Linked DNA regions of Gasterosteus aculeatus: region 2 is linked to region 1. The links are chromatin contacts, called in public Hi-C maps. All regions are on one chromosome and are shown on one strand. Each heading gives the region's core, a stretch centred on a gene start, on an enhancer-like site or on the middle of the called end of the contact. The rest is flanking DNA. Distances are from core to core; before and after follow the strand shown.

The links. Hi-C and Micro-C count contacts between places; a contact is called where the count stands out from the background.
Region 2: a contact with region 1 is called in a Hi-C map of tail fin, with 4 times the contacts expected there. The contact joins the enhancer-like site here to the promoter of rnf43 in region 1. A contact is called at or near these places in 6 of 6 Hi-C or Micro-C datasets (blood and trunk muscle, liver, skeletal muscle and 2 more).

The regions. Positions count from the first base shown.
Region 1 is chr7:18,199,867-18,206,275 of fGasAcu3.hap1.1, forward strand. It overlaps rnf43 (ring finger protein 43), which reads left to right and starts at 3,857. Exons shown (of 9, transcript XM_078106176.1): 1 at 3,857-5,396. The coding sequence starts at 5,187. It overlaps hsf5 (heat shock transcription factor family member 5), which reads left to right. Exons shown (of 2, transcript XM_078106177.1): 2 at 850-1,669. The coding sequence ends at 1,466.
Region 2 is chr7:18,254,363-18,260,431 of fGasAcu3.hap1.1, forward strand. All of the region lies in intron 2 of rnf43 (ring finger protein 43), which reads left to right. Among protein-coding and RNA genes, the nearest start is that of hpda, 15 kb to the right of the region's middle. Within about 2 kb of position 2,114, at least 2 of the 9 cell types and tissues checked have open chromatin away from gene starts, as enhancers often do.

The DNA of each region.
Region 1 (6,409 bases), core at 2,607-5,106:
TGTTATTCTCGGCGTGACAGACGCCCCAAACAAAACACATGTTTCGAAATACTTTTATGCGGCTCTACTTTAGCGTGCTTTGCTTAATTTCATTTAAAATGCAGAGCAGGGACGTTAATTGGCGAGGAAGCGTCAACTGATAACTAACTAGCTAACTTAGCTTGAAATGTAAATTATGTTCAGGTCTCGCGTTGAGCATTTGTATTTTGTTATTTCTGCATTGACATAAGTAGCTCCAGAAGTCAATTTGTTTTAAAAACAGGAGACATTAGTTAATGTGGGTTCGTATGCTAATTCTCAACATTAATGTCATAAAAGTTCAATCAACGTTACGTCAATTAACGTTAACTTTATAAACAGCGGTCGTGTGACCTGCAGCTTGAAATGTATCGTTAGCCAATGCACCTTTATTCGAGGTGTTACGGTACGGGGGCTTATACGGTCCAAAAAGCACCGAGACGGACCCATATTTACGCAATCGTTTGTCCAATTTGAAATAACTAGTCAAAAACAACATTATTCTGGACATTGTACAGATGAAATAACATTATAACAACATATGAAGTTACACTACTGTACAGTTTTCAACTGAAAGTCAGCTCAAATAAAATAATGATATTATTTCGCAAAATCAGATTATTATAAGGTTTTATTCTATTCTTTTCACTGGATTCTTGTTCAAGATGAACAACATGTCCATGTCTATTTTAATGATATTTTGCAATACATATAAGACAGCTCAAATAAAATGATGGTATTCATAATTTGTGATATTCAATAATATATTTGCAGCAAATCCATGCGGTTATATTCTATGTTCACTGGGTTCTAACTTTACCCACTCTACAGACCAAAGCATTGATGCTGGGGACAGTTCCCTACCCGAGAGCATCAACCCTAATAACTTCCCTGCCAAACTGTGGCGTTTGGTGAATAACCCAGTAAATGAAGCCATCCGCTGGGACAGAAACGGCCTGGTCATCGTCATCGACCAGCGTCTCTTCGAGGAGCAGATCCTGTCACCTAGCAACAGCAGCAGTAGCAGCAGCAGTGCCCTGGACAACAAAGACACTTTCAAAACGACCAACTTCTCCAGCTTTGTCCGTCAGCTCAATCTGTACGGCTTCAAGAAAGCCGATGACAACATGAGAGACTGTTGCCACGCGGACCAGGTGCAGTTTCACTACTTTTACCACGCAAACTTCAAGCGGAACCACCCTGAACTTGTCGCGAGTCTGCGGAGGCTGACGGTCCTCAACAAGGCCAAGATACAAGCCGGTCTGGAGGTGAAAAACAGGGGCCCGAGCAGATACCTGCGATACAGTGATGAAGGCAGGGATAAAGATGTGAAAAGAGGCATGTGTCACCGCACAACTGTTAGTAGGGAAAAACCCAATGTAATGGTCATACGTTTCACCGTAGTGTTACACAATACGGGGATTTTTTGTTTCAATATGGCTGTCTGACAAGTATCATGCTTTTCTTCTTCCAGAATTTGCGGGTGACTATTCCCTGCTAAGCCACACCCATAAGGAGTCAACTCATCCTTACCCTCCAAACAGAGCTCAGGCCGCGCCGCCTTACTATGGAACCCCAGTCCCACCGCGGTTACCGATGAGGGGTCACGGTGCCGCTCCTTCGTCTAGCGACTTCACTGGAAACAAAGGGATTCCCGTATCTCTGAGCCCAAATTATACTGGAGCCGCCACTAGCTCCAACGCTATGCTCCTTCCGCAGGGTTTACTGGCCTGCTCAAACTGCTGGAATCCAAATTCCCCATACAATGTGCAATATCCGCCTGGCTACTATTGCCCACGTGAGCATGACCATAGCTGACCTGTACGGAGTATGGGTAGAACAGTAATAAGCCACATTGTTTACATCACTTCAATTAAATTGTCTCTCGGTATTTTTTTAAAGCTACATTTTAGTTGTAATATATTAAAATATACTTAAGTAGTATACTTAAATATAAGTAAATGTGTATAATTCTAATTCATCTTTTTTGTCCTTCTGAAAGTTTACGCGTGCTACCATCAAAACCTTGTGGCATCACAGATGGCAAGTAGTGGTCTTCAGAACAGTTCCTCCCCTACCCAATGTCACCACCAGGTAGGGAAAATGTACCAGATTCACCCTGTCATGTAACCAACGACTTACACCAGATCTTTGATTGGTCGAGGCAGACGGAGTTTTATCAACACTGTGTCTTGAAAATGACCTTTTCTTCTGCTGTTCCAGGCGAGATACCGTGGGAATACGTTAAAGAACGAGGAATACCAAGAGGTGAAAAAATGTGACATTAACTTGGACACCATTTTCCAGATTGCAGATGAGGTGATGCAAACTCAGCCCAATAGCAGCCTGATTAGAGTTGTTACACCGGACATGCGAGGCCCCCTGTCAGTGCCGCTCTCCGCCCACAACAACAACCCTGCCAACACCACAAAAGCAAACTATTTCTCTTCTGGAAACATCACTACGTCCAAGATAGACAGCGCTTATCTATTTGCACAGCGGGAGCTATCTGTGAACTCACAACCAGAGGAAATGCTGAAAGATGCCATATTAGAGGTAAGCCAAGACATTGTAGATGAGTGTCGTTCAACTGTTAATTTGCAAATACCTGTACATTATTTGCTGATGTTTCCTCTGTGCTCTGGCAAGGTTACCATCGATGATGTAAAGGACTGAGGTTCAGAGGTGATCAAGTTAACGACACTCAGTCAGCAAGCGCACAGGAACTGCACCTCATTTTTAAGTAAGATATGATTGAACATTTAGGGAGCATGATTAGAATAAAACCATTGGAAGGAAATATATTTAAAATGTAAATACAAGTTTATTCATAATTGGTTATACTTTTTGTTTTCATGTCAATTCTTGATTTATTTGGCAGCCAGTCTGCACGATGAGATCTTAAATTCTCAGTATTACTAGACCATATTCTCCATTTTTATTGTGCAACATTTTATTCCACATTTGTGGATTTTTTGATTGTTTTATTTGTGTGTTTCTTTATTGTTTTTGAATTTGGAAAATCGAATAAGTTTACATAACTCCCATTTCAGTTTGTTTGCCAAAGTAGTAGTAGGTTGATTTAATGGGGAAGAACATATTGAATGAATTGCTTTAAAATAAAAAAAAGATTAGATTTTTTAGTGTATGTTTGCTTTGTTTGTAATAGTAACCTGGTGATTGTAGAATTTCACACCTTTTGTTTGCTGTTTGTTGCTGCATCGGTTCAAAGGATGTATTTTTTTAAAGTGTAACTGACATGTTTTAAAGGCGAGTGTGTAAAAGTGTTAGAATTAAAGTTAAACATATTTCTCATTATTCAGCTGCATGGTGTGTTGTTTACGTGTATTTTCCTAATGTCTTGTTGATGCTGCACTTGTTGTACTGGGGTGCCTGCTTGTTCTGTGCATTGTAACCGCTAGAGGGAGCCGCCGGATCGGTTCTCATGTGCGGGGCTGCCCCGCCCTCCCCGCAATGTGGCCTTCAGGTGCTACTCGGGAGCTATTTTGATATTACCGTAACAATTTTTAGATACTCTTAACATCCATGTGTTGGAAACAAACCCTGGAACAGCTGCAGTATTAGAACACTTTATCATCAGACTAGAAATGTACATCCCATTGCGTGTAAACTCTTGACCCAACCGTACCGCTATTTCATCATAAATACCACATTCTAACCGTATGCACATGTAATAATATTAACATGGCCCTCGCTTTAGTTTTTAAGTAGCTAGGTGTCAAAGATGCAGCCTCTCCCAAACAGATCGTGTCATACACGTGCATCGCTTCAAGAAGAGCCCCAGTCTCCGACAGCACGTGAAGGCAGCAGCGATCAGGTAGAGGGTGTCGGTGGGATCCCAGGGGAGCGACGCGCAGTCCGGGAGGAAGACTTTTAGGACGGTGTCATAACCGCACACGGTGTCTCCTCGCTTTCTAAACTTTAAACGGGCTTCACCGGGAGTTTGGAGTGCTTGTATTTCGTACTTTTTGTAGTGTTTCTGAACGGGATTCGTTGATGGATTTTGACAAACAGTTCATTTTCCCCTCGGGTGTCCTCCGGAGGATCGTCACCCATTTGTCACGGTGCAGCGGAGGCAGTGAGCCGTGTGTTTGAGCGAGAGCGGCTTCTTCCCCGCGGCGAGTTGGATTAAATGAAGACTGCAGGAAAAAAGTCCACGTGTCTGTTAGAGAAGTCGCTTCGGTTTTCAGACCCAGTACAGCGACTAAGTCATAAGTGAAGCAAGACAGCGGGCCATTCGCTTTGGTTAATAATTAGAGAGAACGGCTGAATTTAACAACTTCTTCAACCATTTTTTTTAAGTGAGGTTGTAAAACAATACATATTTACATTGATATTACTCAACGTTTTGCTACGCGTCAACATGCCTCTTAACTTTCCAGCAGCAACCTGCAGCTCAGCCTTTGAAGTTCAAGTCGTCCCTCTCTGTTTTTCCGCGTGTGGATTCGTACAGAAAACATAGCGCCCGCGGGGGGGACGCGCTGTCCTCGGCTTCTCCTCTTCGTGTCTTTGTGTTTGGTCGCGAAGGTGTGCGATTCGTAAGGCAAAGTCAACTTGTGTGCACACTGTCACATTCGTACCAGCTCGCATACGGATAAATAAGGACCTGCCCTTCTTCTGGGAGAGAGAGAGAGAGAGAGAGCGCGCAAGAGAGCGTGCAGCAGCGGAACACGCTACGAACGAGGACATGTGTCCTGTTGTCTGGTGAGGACATGTGTCCTGTTGTCTGGTGAGGACCAGGCTGCTGGAAGCCGTGACACTGGATAAAAGTTATTTTAATAGTTAGCTCGAAAAGGGCAGTTTCTTTTTCTTTTTTGTTCCATGTGGCCGCTGACCGGAGTCTAAGGCACTCGCGCGACGTGCGGAGTTTGAGTATAAACTCTGGTGCTGAATGGACGTTGTGGGACATTCAGGCCCGAGCTATGATGACAGTCCTCCGGCTTTAAAAGTTTGGATTGTATCCGTTTAGCGCTTCGTTGTCGGCGCAGGAGGAAGAAGAAGAAGAAGAAGAAGAAGAAGAAGAAGGAGGAGTGGGACGTGTACACATAAGCGAGGACATAGATATTCTCCTCGGCCGTCTCTCCGCGGTGCTCGCCTGCTTTGAAGTCCACCATGTGCGGCCGGGCACCGCCTCTCCAGCCGAGGCCATGAGCGTCCCGCAGCGGCGCCTGGCCGGGCTCTGGCCGTGGCTGCTGATGGCGGCCCTGCAGGTGGTGCTGGGCCAGCCGGGCCCGGAGTCCGAGCGAGCGGTCATCAAGGTGGAGCTGCTGAACCACGAGTCGGCGGGCAAGACCATCACTCTGGAGGGGGTGTTCGTGGGAAGAAGCGCCGGCTACGCGCACGGGAAACTAATGCAGGTAAGGACGTTACGGGCGCATCGGCACGAGCCGCTTCACCTCCGAACATACAGCCGGGGGTCACGGGGGGGGGGGGGGGGGGGGGCACCTGTTGTGATAGTTGCACACCTGTGTCACATTTTCTACTGGCTCTGCCGCGAGGAAATCAAAGCTCAAAGCTGTCAGGAATGCAATGCCTTGCTCAAAGACACTTAAGCAATGTGGATGAGTGGGTGGATGCGGACCTTGTCACATTGCATCCTTTAGGTCACTCATAAACACCCGCAGAAGTATATTGCTCTGGTTGCCATTTTGTCCTAATGAAGTCTCACATTGATAATGTGGACTAATAATTTAGAGACAACTGAACGTGAATATGTACGGGAAGAAATATTATAAAACTTTGCCAATAGGAGAAAAATAATTAAAGCGTACGTCTTATCACAATGCTTTCGTGACCATTGGAACAACCGTGATGACACGCCGATTTTGTTGAGGTTAGTTTGTGGTTCCATCGATTTTTCTCACCAGGGGTTCGGTTGAGGTTGCCAACCTTTCTCGAGGGCCTTTTCAAGGACGACAGCTATTCCTGGCATCCAATCTTCTAACTCTCCATGTTTAATATTAAAGTGTGGTCGAAGACTATTAAACAACTCATGCAAATCCTGTATAGACTCATGCAAATTTACAATTGAAGCAAAAAAAAGCGTCAATTTATTTAGCTTCTCCTGAGATAGGATTTACTGCAGGATCTTGTCTCTTCTCACTCACTGTGCGTGGGAGGGTTTTGTGAATGGAGGCCCAGATTCATACAGCTTCTCCACAGAGAAAGCCCGGTTTCAAACACTGCGAACAGCCGCCGGTGTTTTTCCCCCTCCAGTTAAAGCTGACGTGTCCGTGGAGGATGTTGACACCATGTTATGGATGCTTATCACAGCGCAGGTGAGATCAAACGCTCATTTAAGCTCCCTTTTATTTTATTTTTGTCTTCCCCGTAAAACATTTTTTTACTATTCCATGTGCTGGAGAGGTAA
Region 2 (6,069 bases), core at 864-3,363, 53 kb after region 1:
GAGGGGGGCGGAGGGGAGGAGGGGGGGTGACCCACAGCACTGCTGTCTGTCTGGTCCTTGAAGGTCACGTCTGGCAGGTCAGCAGCAGAGCTGTTGACAGGAAAATTTGTTGCCTTGATTGGACTCTCTCACGTCTCTCTCTCTCTCTCTCGCTCTCTCCCTTCCCTTTTTGTTGTTGCCAGTCCCTCTCTGCCGCTCACATTCCCCCCATGTTTGCCTACCTAATTCTCTTTCCACCCTCCCGTCCTCCATCGGCGCGTCTGGCACGTCCCAGTTCTCATTGTGCAGCCTGAGCCGCTGGCCCTCTTTAAGATCTGCATTAGAATGTTGTTTTTATATAGCAGCAAGCAGAGGCATGTGGAGTCTCTTTTGAACTGCTCGGCAAACAGATGGAGGTTTTCACACTGCCTTTATGAGATTAAGTGAAACATTGGCATAAAAAAAAGAAAAGAAAAAGGAGAAAAAAAGACATCTTTCTATGTCCTTCCACCGTCTTACTTTTCTCCTCTTTGTGTCTTCATCTCTGCCTCTTTTACTTTCTTTTTTTTCTTCTTTTCTTTTGGCCCGCCTCAGGCTTTGGCAAGAGAGCGCTGCTGGTGAAAGTGATGTGGAAAGTAGACAGGTTTGTTTTACCAATAACTACTTCGCCAGGCAAGCACCAAGCGTCCGTCGGAGTCCGGGCAAGCCGGAAAACAGGTGTTTTTCGACATTGCAGGCAGAGGCAGCGACTTCTTGTTGCTCCTCTGCTGCATGAGCCTGTTTAACTCTCCAAAGCTTGTCACTCACGAGGATGCAATGGGACTATTTAGACTATTTCATTTGCACAGGGTAAGCAGCTAGCAGCTAACTCGGGACTAAAAGGTTTTTTTATATTGAGTCTTATTCAGAAAGTCTGTGAATGTGAGCTGTACTTTTCCACTAATCTTTTTTTTGGTGGTGTCTAAAACATTTTTCCCGGTTTATCCACAAAAATCAAACTACTCTAGTTCTCATTTTTTTCCCCATCATGACGTACATTGCACATTTGTGGTTATGAGTCAACAAAAACAACAACATATGGGTTACCATTACATTCGGTGCAGGAGGATTTGTCATCACCTCAATGACTGTTGAACGGTCCTTTAGCGCCATCAGTAGGTCACTCTTTTAATTTATCCTATCAAACCTGCTCAGTCTCTCAGAGCGGCTAGCGTGGTCACGGATTCGCTTTTACTGAAATGTAGTAGGAATTTAAACCCACGGTGAAGTGTCTCCTTTAACATCCACTGAACCTACTGAAATAACTTGATGTCAATTAAACAGTTGTGAAATACAACTACATTTAAGACGTGAATGAGTGCGGTGTCTTGGGTGCAGTGTGTAGGATTTTGCAGCATCTAGTGATGAGATTGCAGATTGCAGCCTACTGAAACAAATTAATAGTTGTTAATAGAGGCAGTGTTCGGATTATGTTTTCGACAATGCTGTAAAAACAAGGCGGCATGCTTCATGAAGCGGACACCCTCCGCATGTAGACATGAACGGCAAGAAAACAACCTTTAACAACACTGTTCCTTTAAGCACAATTTCAAGCCACTTGTACTTGATTGTCTTATACTTAGACTTCACTACAGTAAACAGGGCTTTATTCAAAACCCTTTTATCAAAATTTGATCTTTTATGTTGTTCATTCTGTACCCGTTGCAATCTGTCCATTCCGGGACAGGGATCCTCCTCTGCCGTTCTCGCTAAGCTTTCTTCCTTTTTTTCTCCCCCGTGTTTCGTTTCATTTTTGGGGGACGGGACCTTTTCCTGTGCCGATGTGAGGGCTTTGAGAGAGAGGATGTTGCATGTATATAGACTGTAAAGCACCCTGAGGCCATTTTATTTAACAACATACTTTATTTTATAATTCGTAATTCTTCTACCGCTGCAAGTAGAAGATTTCCAATGACAGAAATACAACAATGGGGGGGGGGGGGGGTTCATACTTTAATTGTGTCTAGGTTTACCTCATGAACAGACATCCAGCGTGTTTTTTTCAATTGTCACTGTGCTGGTTGTGTGTACGTGTGTGTGAGTGTTTGCAATGCAGAAAGACACGGCTTACTGCACGGCCTGTTCCAGGAATGAATTCCTGGAGGCTTACAAGAGCTGTTGAATGAGATGGAGGGCTCAGGGCAGGAATGATGGGAGGGGAGGAGAGGAGGGAGGCTGCTCCACGCTGTAGGAGGCTCTCACTTACAGGCCTGATTAAATAACAGGATGCTTTATGAAAACAAGAACATTATCTGCCTCTTAAAAGGCCGGGAAAGGCCCTCTAATTTGCTTCCCCCGAGTCTCTGTGTTGCCGCCTGTCGCTAAAGAGAAAAAAATCCTCTTCCATGCCCCGGCCACAGATCATGCAGGACACTTTCTCTCCCTCCTCTAGTTATACTCTCATCACTGCCATAGGAATGTATCAACATACCAATACCAAGCCTACAAAACGGGGTGTCTTTTTCCGCTCCAGTGAGGATTATTCTGGATCTCTCGATGGAGTGCAATACAAACAATAAAGAGATAGTGGCTCCTCTGTGGGACTCTCACAGTTTCATAAAAAAATAAAAATGAAATGTGTATATAAAAAGGGCCCTCTGGATGCTTGGACGTTAGGAGAAAGTGGAGAAAGGTGGGGTTTGGCGTGTTTGACGGCGTAAATCCAGAGATCCAACCCTCTTTACAACTCTTTTCCTGCCCCGTAACTTAGGTGGTTTACTTAATTATACTTATTACAGCCAGGAACTCCTGTGATTAAAGTATCTCGACAGCTACAGCTGTAATTCATTTCAGGAGTATTTCACGTGCTGACACAGCTTAGTTGTTTGAGGGGGTTGTTCAGTCAGTGCACGGGGTAAAGTGATGATGAAAATGTGACGACGATGTTGTTTTTGCGCTGGTGATGGCCGACCGAGTTCGTTTCTTCTACCATCTGACAGATCCACACTATCTGCCCCCCTCGGTTTTTAGTCCCTCGCTAAGCTAAGCTAACCATTCATTGGCACTAGCTTTATATTTAGGATGCAGATCTTTTTACACTTATCAATAAAGCAAACTCTCTGATTTCCTCAGCGGTCAGCACGGCTCCTTCAAAACCAAAGTACTTTTTCTCTCCTGCTGTGATTTATCTGTTATCTGGCTGTGTCACCTTCCCGGGCATTGGGCAGGCTGCGTTTAAGAACTTAAACGGGAGGTCAGGTGGTGGCGTGTGTACAATGGAGTCAACGCCTCCGGGCTCCATCGTTACCCACATCAGTCCCTTCTGTCTCGCCGTTCGTCTCTTGATGTTTCAGGGACACCTTTAGCAGGTGACAGTGTATCAGATGACTCCCTCCGTGTCCCCCTGCGCTTGCTTTGCCTTTCAGATGTGTTTCTCGTCGTAGCCGGGGTCTGCTAACAAGAGGGGGGAGGGGGGGGGGGGAGTGTAGAGGGGAGGAAGAAGGAGGGTGGGCTGAACTATAATACTATTTGTTCTAGAAGACCTCTCTAACTTCCACACAGGCAGATCGGGTTCATAACGTCTTCCAGTGTCTTTCTTACTCCTCTGCATGAGAAGAGTAGCCAAGCCCGGTGTGTAGACTTAGTGTTTAGTGTGTGTGTTCCATAATGAGTGGAAGTTGTAGGGAGGAGGAGGAGGAGGAGGAGGTGCGTGTGTGTGATTCAGACCCAACCCCCTCCGGCTCAACACTTTTCCTGAGATCTGCTCACCTGCCCTGACATGCCCCCCCACCCTAACCCCCGTCCTCTTCCTCCTCCTCCTCCTCCTCCTCCTCATACATTACTCCCCCCCCTTCGGCGGCCACACATCAAAGAACCCCTGTGAGTAATGGATACCCATCCGGGCTACACCCTTCCCTCCTCCAGACCAACTCTTATGCCGCTGAGCCAGTGGCACCCGGCAATCAAACACACACACACACACACACACACACACACACACAGAGCAGTTATTCACACACAATTAGATTTAAATATGCCAGTTCAAAACAGGGTAAACAGTATTTGAAGCAAAGCTGTGCGTTTACACAGGTAGGAATGCAGTCACCAGGAGAACGTTTTCTGTCTCTTTTCTGATATTGCTCATTGAGTTCCAGATTCATTGTCTAATAAATCTTTCAAGTAATTAAAGAAAGATAAATGGTAATGCAGAGGATGTGGTTATCTTTATGCTAGCAACGTGGCAATCGGACTTCGGTCCAAACATCTCAGTAATCATTGGATTAATTGACATTTAAGTTTAAACAGACATTCATGCCCTCACAGACTTTTGGTTGTTCAATAAGAGATGACTGTGATGTCTGGAGGACTCGCATCTTCTGACAGGTAAACAGAACAGTGGACGAATCTCCAAAAGGTCTGTTGGCTCCATGAAATCATTAAATCCTGATACCTCATGTTACCAACAGACTAGCGAAGGTGCTCGAATCCTGGAGACGTACAGGGTTGAGTAATACCTGTCTCACCTGCACCCCACCTCCTGTCCCCAACATCATCCCCCTGTTGGTGCCATCTGCTCCTCATTTAGCCGCACGGCGACGTCCCAGTGCGCGGGTAATGGTTCCAGTGTGCCGGGCCAGTCAGGAGAAATGACAGAGCAGAGAGCCGGCCTCAGACCTGCAGGCCGGAGCGCTGCAGTCTGTCATTAGACACTTTCATGCAGCAGCATCACAGCCTGCTCGCCTCACTCCTCTCCCGCCCTCCTCCTCTTTTTTTTCTGCCTCTCACTCTCACTCTTTATTCCCACACATATTATTCCCCGATATAATTTACCCGTGCAATGAATGATCTGGAAAGTCACGCTGAGAAAAAGACAAGTTAGATTGTGTTGAATGGAGTCTGGCGGCGTGCTTTGAAGAGGCAGGAAGGGTTTTTGGAGAGCGAGGGGGTTTATGGCCGTATCCTCCACACATTCCAGCCTCCCCGAGGAGCTTAGGTCAAGATCATAATGTCTTACTTACTGGCTGCACTAATAAAATGTCCGTCCAAGTCATTTAGTCATAGTAAATGAAATAAATAAGAATCAAATACATTACTTCTCAACTTCTTCTCAACCTTTCTTTATAGACATTCAATTGTATAGTTACTAGTACTACTGTCCTGCTCTGTACGTTTTGCACACATATATGAGATTCCTGAAACAAGCCAAATGATCTCACTCCAGTGGCAGATCTAGTCAGAATACATAACAAATATGTTAAATAATGGCTCATTGTGAATGAAAATGACTCGCTAAGCCAGATGTATTGTTGCCCTGCGCTCACCACTGCAGATGAGTGACTTCAAAGTTTGTCTTTACTTCCCCTTTAATGGAGAAATTTGAATAAAATCTCAATTGGACTTTGAATAGAGTTCTGTAATCATAGATGTTCAATAAAAACACAGCAGATGTTTCCCTGTGGCTGAGGCTGAATGTATCTGTGTTTGTGTAATATTCTCATGCTCGCCCCCTCTCTTTTCCCACCGTTATGTTGGAACATGGCTGCAGATGAAGGGGTATTCGCCTTTTGGGTTGATTTTCTCGGCGCCGCATTAAACCCTTTGGACAAACGCTGAGATGTTGACAGGCGATGTTGTCAGGTGACAGAAAAACCACGGCGAGACCCTTAAAACGAGGATACGCCTTGATGTCAGGCCTGGCTCCCCGACAGCACAACCCGCAACCCAAGTAGAGTCAACTACCCGAGGGAGCATCCAGACGATTAATGGGCCGGTCAAATCAAATGGGCCAATCAGATGAGTCCCTTGACCTTGGTTTTAGAGGATAAGGTGGGAGGATACTGACAGTAAGCAGTGGGACAAGAAGCCCTCAAAGGTCTGCATCCTTAGTAGTGCTCTTTTTACATAGGCTGTTAGTGTGTTGCTCAAACGGAAGCCACTGGGGCAGATTTGTGATAATGGGGCAGAGAAAACAAAAACTTGACATAAGTGGACAGGAAAAAGAGACCAAATGAATCTTATGACTTCATGCTGGGCAGCAAATGTTTTTATTCCCCATGCTAACAGCGTGAGTATGTAGATATTCTACCTTTATGATCAAATGACATTCATTTG